Linked DNA regions of Zea mays: region 1 is linked to region 2. A link is a contact called in public Hi-C data. All regions are on one chromosome and are shown on one strand. Each heading gives the region's core, a stretch centred on a gene start, on an enhancer-like site or on the middle of the called end of the contact. The rest is flanking DNA. Distances are from core to core; before and after follow the strand shown.

The links. Hi-C and Micro-C count contacts between places; a contact is called where the count stands out from the background.
Region 1: a contact with region 2 is called in a Hi-C map of ear, with 1.9 times the contacts expected there. The contact joins the enhancer-like site here to the promoter of LOC100275552 in region 2. A contact is called at or near these places in 4 of 25 Hi-C or Micro-C datasets (bundle sheath, ear, leaf and 1 more).

The regions. Positions count from the first base shown.
Region 1 is chr10:139,338,149-139,343,821 of Zm-B73-REFERENCE-NAM-5.0, reverse strand. No RefSeq gene overlaps it. Among protein-coding and RNA genes, the nearest start is that of LOC103641953, 9.7 kb to the left of the region's middle. Within about 2 kb of position 3,016, at least 19 of the 20 cell types and tissues checked have an H3K27ac peak or open chromatin away from gene starts, as enhancers often do. A contact at or near this core is called in bundle sheath, ear, leaf and 1 more, where this site is marked.
Region 2 is chr10:138,912,207-138,917,968 of Zm-B73-REFERENCE-NAM-5.0, reverse strand. LOC100275552 (putative cytochrome P450 superfamily protein) reads left to right here and starts at 1,555. Exons shown (of 3, transcript NM_001149607.2): 1 at 1,555-3,001; 2 at 3,107-3,310; 3 at 3,412-3,821. The coding sequence starts at 1,724. The coding sequence ends at 3,594.

The DNA of each region.
Region 1 (5,673 bases), core at 1,767-4,266, 420 kb before region 2:
ATACTCTAATGATCTAATTTAAGATCCGCAACACTCGTCGACTGATCCACATCTCATCATCTCATCTCATTAAAGTACACAGTGTCATTGTCTAGTTTTTTTCCTAGACGCTGAAAGAGAGTGCCCTTATCTACGATTTTTTTCTTAAACGTCGAAAGTCTGGAGTAGCAGTGTCAAATTTACACTGGTTCAAGATTGAACAAACACTGCACGGATGTTGAAAGTCTGGAGTAGCAGCACCAAGTTTAGACTGGTTCAAGATTCAACAAAAAAAACAGAAGAGCTATCGCTCCTCAGTCCTGTCTCTCTTCTTCTCCATTTCCGACGAGCTTACAAGAAATTTTGGAAAGGTAGGCAGGTCAGGTGGTAAGGGCCGCAGGAGACACAAAGGCGAGCACGTGGCAGCGGGAAGTGGGGAGGAGGAGAAGGTCGCCGCAAGCGGTAGGGTCTTGCCGGAACTTGGCAAAAAATATCGAGTGTCTGCGGGCTCCAAAACAACCGAGAGCTAGTAGTATGCCCGCGCACGCTTCTTCCGCTCTAACAAGCTTAGCAAACCAATCTCTACATTATGGAGATGGCGGACACGGGACGACGGAAGCGAGGAAGAAGACAACAACGAAACGAACCTGGGAAGATGGCAGCGCGACGGCTGCCAGCGCCACTTGGTGTAGGACACCTCAGGGCGGCCGTTCTCGGCGCATCGGAAGCCGACGTCGAGGAACGGGCAGTCCCGGGAGTCATAGAGCGGGTACCCGCCGCCGCCAGCCCAGACCCAGTCCCCGTCGAACAGGTTGCACTCCTCCTCGCCGCCACTCCCCGCCGCCGTGACGGAGACCCCACCGGCCCAGAGCCTCCCGCGCGCGGCGGCCGAGCAGCGGAGCGAGGGGGCGCAGAGCAGCAGCAGCGCGGCGGCCGCCGCGGCCAGCCCCGCCAGCTCGGCCTTCTCCCGCCGCCCCTTGGCCGCCAGCCGCAGCAGGCGCTTCACCGGCGAGCCCGGCAGCATTGCCGCCGCCTGCCTGGTGTCTACCTCCGGGTCCGGGGATGAAGCGGACGGCAACTGCGATCCCGCGGCAGGACGGGGGCGAGCGCACGGGTTTCTCTCGCCCTGCACGAGCCCCTGCCTATCGCGTCGGCAACTGGCGTGGCTTGCCCAGTGGATCGTCCGACGAAAGCGATGGCGGTGCTGTGCTGCCTGCGGGCAAGTGGAGTAACTGGCGAAGAGAAGGCGGCGGCTGGCGGCGATGGAGGCGGAAGTGGCAGCCCAGATTTATGAGACGGCGATTGGAAGTGGGGCGAGCGAGCTGCTGGTGAGGGCGGTGGCGAAGGCCCGCAGGGATGGAGGCGGCCGGGTGCGACGGCTGCGGGTTGCGGCATGGGGCAGATCTAGAATCGGAGAGGGAGGGGGCAACGGGCTGACGCAACTCGTTCTGTGTATTCTGCTGGATTGAATGACCTATTCGGGTCCGAGCCCACGCCACGTGTTGGCGTGCGCTGCCTGCCGTGCGCGTGAAACGCGGAGATGGCTTCAATCGATAGTCTTTTAACTAAAGGTAATAGCTTATGTAGCTACTGTCGTCGGCACATCCTACGTGCAGACTCTATACCCGTACGGGTACATAATGCATATATGCATAATACAGTGAAAAAGCATAGTACAGTGAAAAAGCAACAATTTTTCGAATCAAATCCATTGTACTTCGTGGGCTTCAGGCAGCAATTATTCACGGGATTTACGCGCCTTTGGGAAACCGGAGCCAGGTCACGGAAACGTGGCAATAATATCCAAGCCCGTGTTTTGTGTTATAAAATATTGTATTTGTGATCAATCCAAGGGGTGCGACAGATTATTCTCAAGGGGTACATCCCTTGAGAACGCAACCTTTCACCTGTATATAAACAGAGTTCTCCCTGCAATAAAGAACACAACTATCATTTGCACTATTATCTTGAATCTCGTTTTCACTGAGTTACAACATGTTATCAGCACTGCTCGCGAGATCAGAGAAAAAGACTTGTGCTGAGTTCCTTGTTCTAATGAACATAGACTTGGGTCGCTACAGCAACCAACTGAGAAAGAGACCAAGCGATAAAAGGACACAGCATGCAACAACGGATTTTCTTGTAAGATATTATTCTTGAATTTTTGTTCATATTCAATGGCATCGTCTCCATGGACAAAGATGAGCGAACGGGTTTTCCTTGTAAGACTTACGTTTTGCATATGCGCGGGCGGTTGCTCCGTATGGGGCTGTTGGTCGCTAGACCGCGCACGCGCGCCGCGACGTACCGCGCTTCGGCCGGAGGCTGCGTTGGCCGAGGGCCGCACACCAGTGGCCTACCGCGAGGCCGAGCCCGGGGCTAGCCGCACTGCAGCCGGCAGTGCTACCCGCGCCGCCGCGGGGGGGGGGGGGGGGGGGGGGGGCACGCCCGAGGCTACCCACCGCCAAAGGGAGCGCCTGCACAACCGCCGCACTGCCCGGGCAGCCGAGCCCGCGCTCGTGCGCGCCGGTGAACGCGCCCGCGCAGCCGTGGTCGGGCCACCGTGCCCGCGTTGCCAGGGTCGCGCCTAGGCAACCGGGGGATGCGCCCGCGCTGCTAGGGGACGCGCCCGCGCCGGGCAGTCGCGCTGCCAGGGGCCGCCGGGGCCGCGGCTAGAGGCCGCCGCCGCCGGGGCCGGGGCTGGGAGCCGCGTCCGCCATGGGGCCGAGGCAGGGGCCGCGCCTGCGAGCCGCCAGGCCGTGGCGAGGCCACGCCGGCACATGTTCGGAGCCGCGCTCCGCGCGCGCCGGAGCCGGGGACGAGGGTCGCCGCGCTGCCATGGCCGCCCGCCCTGGCCGAGGGCCGCCTGGCTCGCGTGCTGGGGCCCGCGCCCGCCCTGGCCGCCCACCCTTGTCGATGGACGCCTGGCAGAGCCGCCGGAGGCCGCGCCCACGCGGAGTTGCGACGCCAGGGGCCGCGCCCTGGCCGCCGGTTGGTTTGGGTGGCCGGTTAGGGTTTCTAACCCTAGCCGCCACCCCCTCATGGCTTTGCTAAGATGGGCCTGATGGGCTGTCATGGCTTTGTTGGACCACATGGGCCATTTAGAACTCCAAATTTATTATTTTTTATCTCTGATTTTCTGCGATTACAATCAGACGAACATTGTGTTCATTTAAATTACTGTTTTTCAACAGTGCAGGTTGCTTGCTTCGTGCATGGCCTTCCCGGTTCCCGCTGTACCTGTACGCTAGGCCACCGCGCGGCAAGTAGTACTACGTTTCGATCCAGGAGCTGTCGATCGCGGAGGCGCCCGGCTGGCGCTCTGGGCCTGGCACTGGCAAACCGATCCGCAGCCGCAGTGGTGCGTGACCTGCAGCGAGCGGATTGCACTCTGCGAACGTACAGTGCTATGCAGGGAAAAGGCGAGGGAGGAGGCCGGTCGGTCGAGCTAGCAGATGCGGAGCAGCCTGGCGTCCATCGCGCGCGTCGTCGCCGCCACCGGCCGCAGCCGAGCCTGGTTGGTGGGGCATGCAGTTGCAGCTTTGAGGGCTGAGGTTGTCCAGTCACCAGTCAGTCAGTGTGTGGCCGCCGGCGCATGTTGCATTCAGCGCCAGCATGCATGATCAGAAATTCAGAATAGTCCAATGCGCATCCACTCGGCTCGGGGGCGGCGTCGCTGATTTTCTGTGACGTCCTTTTGGACCGGACGTGGACAGCCTGTGATTGCATGCAGTCAGGGTTTGCAAGTCCGTCCGGATGATGGCCATATATATTGTCACTGACTCCAACTCTCCAAGAGTCAAAGGGAGTTGCTTTCATGTACCCTCGATTCGCGCGGCAAGTTGCACCGGTTCCACCGCGCCACGCCGTGTCCCGCACGCGCGCGCGCGCGCGCGCGGTGATCAACTGATCACGCTCCAGCGACGACGACGACTCCACCGCTGGTGCCAGTGCCATGGCATGGGGCGGGCGGACGACCGTGGAACGACTCAACCGCGGTGTCGGCATGCAGGTGCAGTCTGTTCCTAGCTTGTCTGCAGTCGAGGCGACTCGGTAATCTTCCCCGCACGCCCGTTATCGAGGGTAGTAGGTCAGGCCAGGGCCAGGCATTGACACCGGCACAGGCAGGCAGATCAGAGTCCACACCGTACGCCACAGGCACGCACAATTATCTGTCTTTTTTTCTTTTCTTTTGGTAGCGAGCTGTAAAGCCGATTGGATGGGTCCGGGATCCACCAGCGAGGAAGACTGTTACGGGTTTACAGGAAAGTGGCAGGAGCTAGCGCAACTCGATCCCACTGCACCGGCCATATCGTTCTTGCAACAACTTGCACCTCGATCTAATAATCCGGAGGCACTAACAGCAGCGTAGCAGACTGCACCGCTGGCAGTGTGGGACGGACGACGTCCGGATCCGTGTCCATCCAGCTCAAGGCAAGGGACCATACTGCCGTGGAGTAGTAGCTCGCAGGCAGGCAGGCAGGCTTGCTCGATGAGCAATTGAGCACCAACACAAATAGGTTATGATGACATGATTCCAGCCCGGGAGCAGGCACGTAGGGCTGGTAGGTGCTGCAGAGAATAATCCTGCGCCTGCGCCCATGGGGGAGCGAGCTGTTGCCCAACTGCCAGCAGCAGCTCGCCTGATCCCTCAGCAGTCAGCACTGCCCTGCCCATGGCCATGCATGCAGGACAGAGGACACTACGTACCCGTCCGTCTACCCCCTTCCCCCCACCCCACCCCAAACGCAACAACAGGGGAAGAAACACCTGAAATGAAAAAGGTTAGGGTGTGTTTGGTTTGGCTTTTGACCCCTAAAAGCCAAAGAGCTAGATCTAGAAAGAAGCTTTTTCGAAAAAACGACTTTCTCGTAGTGCAAAATTGAAAGCACCATTAGACGTGCTTTTAGTGGCTTTCGGATGAAACTGTGAAAACATATATAGAAGAACTTTTAACTTTTAACGGTTTTAGTCCCTTTAATATTCTTCTAACCTAGTGAGGACAATGGGTAAGGTACCAAATGACCACACAAAGCCACACTCATACACACTAGAGAGAAAAAAAAATGTCTCATACTCATACCCACTACCTATCATGGGTACAAAATTACGCCATACTCTTACCCACCATGGATATCGGATATCCATTGGGTACCCATACCCAGTAACATTATAAGAGACATTGAGATAAGAGAGAACATGTCCACGCCCACCATACCGAATAGGTATAACAAATGACTCAATAAAATACACACGGGTATAAAAAATCGTCATACCCATATCCTGATAGGGTTTTTACCCATTGAGTATCGGTTTTCGGGTACCCATTGCCACTCATATTCTAACCAAACGTATAGTTAATTTTTCCATCACAACGCCTCCCAATGGTGTAGCCAAACGAGCGCAAGCCCGCAAGGGTATAAATATGTGCTCTGTCTCCTACATGACACGTACATTATCTCTTGTACAATGCGTATATATAATCACAACACGTACCCATGTTCATGGGTAGTACATTCCCTTATTAACTTTGCCGACTTCAATAATAACGTATCGCCACGGGATGGCCAAAGAGACAGGCGTGTCCCAATAATGCGGCGCGACCGTCACACAACACAAGTCACCGCGACGGTCGGCGGACGGCCGCGGCGACAGTGATCGCGTCCTGGCCTAGACGCCTAGTGACCTTCTGGG
Region 2 (5,762 bases), core at 306-2,805:
GTCTACCTGACGCGTCGATATTTAGCTTGTGTCTCACTATATTATATTAATTATGCAGTAATAGTCACTCCCTTTTAGTCTCTAATGGGCAACCAAAAAAATATGACCCTGATTTAACCGTTATTGTCGTTGAGGTCGCTCTTGGAGAGAAGACTACTTTCATTTTTAGAGTATGTATAACCTTATTTAATATGGAATCTCTTCAAGGTTAATTTAGTGATAAGGATCACGAGAAGATCCGAGGGGAGGAATCTCCTTGCTATTCAAATTTGAATAGGAAGGGTATTCCTTCCCATAGATCCCCTCGTGATTTATGGTCACCAAATCAGCCCACAAAAGTCTTTAAAAGGCTAAATAGAAAAAATATAAGAGGCAGTTTCTTAATGAAGTGTGTGTCTTTATATGACTTGTCTATTAAGATGTTATATCATGCAATATTTTAGTTGTCTCTTATACATCGAACATTAATCTAGAAACTCGATTGTATATAGCTTTAAAGGCTTATTCGGTTAGAAGTGAATCAAAGAAAATTAATCATGTACTTGTTAAAATTAAATACAAAATGATTTAATCCCTTTAATCTTCTCTAATTTTTGTACAAGGCCTATTACCTTTGGGATTCAATAAATGAGCTAACAATCAGTAGATCGCAAGTCTGAATGTGTGATAACGATGGATCCTTTCCAAGCTCGTGAGATAGACTAAATTGATTTCAGAATATCCGGATGATGTTTACATGGAAGATTACATTTGCACGCCTCCGTTTTTTTGGCTTTTGTCGTGTTGTTTAAAAAAATTCTTTCAGTTGTGTTTCTAGTCTGCCTCATCTAAAATTCTCTAGATGGACTTTAATCCGTCGAACTGTTGCCACATGCTGCCAGGCTCTTGTAAAATGCAGTAGCTCTTTGTTCTTGTTGTATATCTAGCGGTATCTTTTATATTCTTTCTCTACATCTATATTTTATAATTTTCTTTTAAGAAAACTTCTTAATCTCTATTTAATTTCTCTTCAATAGTGTCATCTATATGTTATCCCCTTCCCCTACACGTTAACATTAGGGACACATTTTACTCCAGTTTTTTTTCTACTTACGTATTTGTTGTATCCTTAAATATTGTATACATACTTTAATTTTGTTTAATCCATTGTCTAAAGTATAAAATTAATAGAGAAAATGAGAGAGAGCCTTTATATAGAGAGAATAAAATAAAAGAGTATAAGATCTTAAAAAGGCATTATTATCAGATATTATAAAGAAAATGGTTTTCTCTATACTTAAGATAGAGAAGCATATAGGCCCTCGTGTTTCAGAATTCATAGACGAGAAAAGAAACTAATTCGAACAAGAGCTCTGTTGACCACATGATCCTGTAAGGGTTCCAGTCTTCTGCAGAGTATATATATGGAGATATTATCATTGCTGTCGTCGCTGTCGTGGCAACCCCTCAGCAAAGTAGCTGATGTTCATAATAAAAAAGCAAATAACAACGACAGTTTGACGCAGCGTGATGGCGTCTCCAATCTTAATCCATCCGATCCTTGCCCTGTCCTGTGCTCTCAAATCTTCAATCCATTCGGAAAGGTTCATCCACCTTCAGGCAGAGCACAGTCCTCACTCCTCAGTCTACACTCCACACTCCACACTCCACACGCAAGCACGCACGGCGGGCGGCGGTCGCCCACCTGGACCTGGTACCGGAACACCAGAGCTCAAGGTCGGCCATGGATTCGCCACTGCTGAGCACACCCGCTCTGCTGGCGCTGTCCCTGCTCCTTCTAGCGCTCTACATCGCTCGCCGGCGCCGCGGCGGTGGCAAGAACCGGAACTACCCTCCCGTGGCGGGCACCGTGTTCCACCAGCTGCTCCACTTCAGGCGGCTGATGGAGTACCAGACGGAGCTCGCCCACAGGTACCGCACGTTCCGCATGCTCACCCCGACCTGCAACTACGTGTACACCGTGGAGCCCGCCAACGTGGAGTACATCCTCAAGACCAACTTCGGCAACTACGGCAAGGGGGCGATGATCCACGACGTGATGGAGGACCTCCTCGGCGACGGCATCTTCAACGTGGACGGCGCCAGGTGGCGGCACCAGCGGAAGGTGGCGAGCCACGAGTTCTCCACGCGGGTGCTGCGCGACTACAGCAGCGGCGTGTTCCGCGACACGGCCGCGGAGCTCGCTGGGATCGTTGCGGTGGCGGCGCGGGGCGCCGGGCCCGGGGAGAGGCCGCTGGACGTCGCGGACCTCCTGATGCGGTCGACGCTGGACTCCATGTTCAAGGTCGGGTTCGGGGTCGACCTGGGCTCGCTGTCCGGCTGCGGCGACGACGAGGGCGCGGCGGCGTTCGCCAGGGCGTTCGACGACGCCAGCGAGCAGGTCCTGTACCGCTTCTTCGACCCGTCCTGGAAGGTCAAGAGGCTCCTCGGTGTCTCGTCGGAGGGGGCCATGAAGGGGTCGATCCGCACCATCGATCAATTCGTGTACGGCGTCATCGACAGGAAGATCAAGCAGATGGGCAGGGACCAAGAATTCGTGAGCGAGCTCTCTGCAGCTGCCTCGCCCGTTTGGATGCACATGCATTCACGGGCGCTCGATTGGCGCTCCGGCCATTTCTTCTTTTTACTGACACACACGGACGGTGGTGTTTGTCTTTGGCAGGCCAAGAAAGAGGACATCTTGTCAAGGTTCCTGATGGAGCGGGAGAGCGACCCCGGCTGCTTCGACAACAAGTACCTGCGGGACATCATCCTCAACTTCGTGATCGCCGGCCGCGACACCACGGCGGGCACCCTGTCGTGGTTCCTCTACGTGCTCTGCAGGAACCAGCACGTCCAGGACAGGGTCGCGCGGGAGGTGCGTGCCGCCGCCACGGGCGACCGCGACGACGTCGGCGTGCAGGAGTTCGTCACGTGCTTAACCGAGGACGCCATCAGCAGGATGCGGTACCTGCACGCGGTGCTTACCGAGACGCTCCGGCTGTACCCGGCTGTGCCCATCGTAAGTTAACCCGAACATGCACGCCGTGTGCTGTTTTCTGTCATTATCCGTGTCACGGTCACGGTCGCTGATTTTATACCAAATCAAAAAAAAATCTAAATGCAGGATGTGAAGTATTGCTTTTCGGATGACACGTTACCGGACGGCTACGCTGTCAAGAAAGGTGACATGGTGAACTACCAGCCGTACCAAATGGGCAGGATGAAGTTCCTGTGGGGCGCGGACGCCGAGGAGTTCAGGCCAGAGAGGTGGATCAACGACGACGGCGTGTTCGTCAACGAGAGCCCCTTCAAGTTCACGGCTTTCCAGGTTGGTTGTGAACAATCAATCTCCTCGGCACTTGCAGTGTTCTTCCTTGACCAGATTCAGCATGTGACGTGTTTGGCCTCTTGTGTGGTGCACGTGCACAGGCGGGGCCTCGCGTCTGCTTGGGAAAGGAGTTCGCGTACAGGCAGATGAAGATCTTCGCAGCGGTGCTGGTCTACGCCTTCAGGTTTGAGATGTGGGAAGCCAATGCTACCATGGGCTACCGGCCCATGCTCACGCTCAAAATGGACGGCCCGCTGTATGTTCGGGCATCGCTCCGGCAATGAGGTGTGGGCGACTGGGCGGCGGCCACGAAGTCAAAATACGTTGCGTACTGTTATGATACTATCTTAGATATTAAACTTGTTAAAATAAATATTTTATTTTATCTTAGCTAAAAGACTGAAAATAATACGAGTTGAAGAGAAACTCAACCTTTTTGTTATAGCTCGCTCGATCTCTCGTCATCTTTCAACTAGCGAAATGGTATTATATGAAAGTGTTGTACTATGTATACGTGTGACTTCCTTTCGTATTAGACCTCGGTAGTATCTGGTAGCCCATCTATGATGTAATGATTGATTAATAAGCGAGAAGAGGGAAGAGCAATAAATCTACTCGTTTCATACATAATGCACGACACACAATATTTTTAAATGGGTAGAGATAGAAATGTGTATGGCCCATCGTCCAAGGAATACTTTGGAAGCAGGATTGCGCTATTTCCGCCTGCTACCATCTAATGTCGAGGTTCGAATGTGCATATATCAAATTGTTTATTTGTCAATTCAAAATAGCTTATATTTATTTTACAGTGTTTTGTCTTCATAAATTACAGTTACAGCATTCAAAATAGCTAGTTGTAATTTAAAGTGAATAATATTAGATTGTCCAAACGTGCCAGAGCAAATATGGTTTGATGGGATAAACTACTGTACACCCCTAAGTGCTTACTCTAAAATATAAATAACACTCCTGATTCAGTTCTGATTTTTTTCTTCTTCTAATTTTCATTGAAATGGTTCTTAATGGCAAGATCTCGAAGGCTCGGACCTAGGTTTAGCAAGTGTGTATCTCTAATAATGTCTTAAATCAGTGTTCTATCATAAAATATAGGACACAACTTATAAAAACAACTCCAACAATGTTCTATTTTATAATTTTTTTATAAGAAATGACATATTATGAAGTGACTCAAATATACTACTCCCTATATTAGTGTTTTACCCTTGTTTTCTACATCATCCCAACATTACTCCATAAAATACATGATTTAGGGATTAAGTTCTAAAGTTTAAGTTAGTGTCATAAACACTTTAAATGATACATTATTTTAATATTTAGGGCACTACTTTGAGTCACTTGTTGGAGATGCTCTAAGAGCATATCCATTAGTTTAAAAAAACTCCTTAAAAACTCGAATTTAGCAAGTTACTAACTGATAAGTGCACCACTATACACGGGTGCAAACTCAATGTCAAACAAGTGACTTTTACGGTGTGATTAATAAGCATAATAGGCTATGGAGAGTGCGAAACAACTCCTTAAGTTTCGAAAGGGGGTAAATAGAGATATTTAGAAAGTCGATATATTTGGGAATCTTATTTAAAAATCGGTTGGAGAATGGTTTAGTTAGTAACATCCTAAATTAATTTTAGGGGCTTTTTAACTATTGGAGATGCTCTTAAAGCAACTCCAATAGTTCTCTAAACGACCCCCTAAATAAAAATGACTCTCAAGTAGTTCTCTAAATAGACTTGCTAAATTTAGTTACTTGTTATGCAATCTCATTTACTCTCCAGATTTGGCAACTCGATATGCACTCCCCAAACACAACTGGCATTGATTTTTCACACCGCGTGCTCATTTTATCCTTTCCCGCACAGTGAGGTATCCAGGTCCGCAATGCTCTTTTTCCTCCTTTTCCGCGCAACAAGGTAGACAGGTCCAACATGTGTGACACAAGCTTTTCCTCCATCGTCGGGTCGTTGCTCCCCCATAGGTCATGCCGACCGGACTTCTCCTTCACCCTGATGTCCTTTGCCCTTGACCCCCTCACCATCCAGGTCCAACAGGAGCAAGCCTGCTCCTACGCTCACAACCTCGCCACCAAGGCACCTCAGATGTGTCGCCAGACGAACAAGCCTTCTCCACAATTGAACTCATTAGAACTCAACCCCGCCGCAAGCCAAGTGTGCCACCATACAAGGTCTAACGCACCTGCTCAAGGTTCGCCTCCTACGCTGTTGGATGTAGCAGATAGGTATAAGGAGCTAACCTAATTACTAGCTCCTAAGAGACATCAGATGGAGTTGTGATCAGTTCCAACTTGTTACGCCCGATGGAGCTGTTGAAGACCATTGATGCTCATGTTGTTGCTAGAGAGAGGTAGGTCGTCAGGGAGTCAGTCTTCATATGATCCTCACTAGTGCACATAACTCTAGAAAAAGGAAAA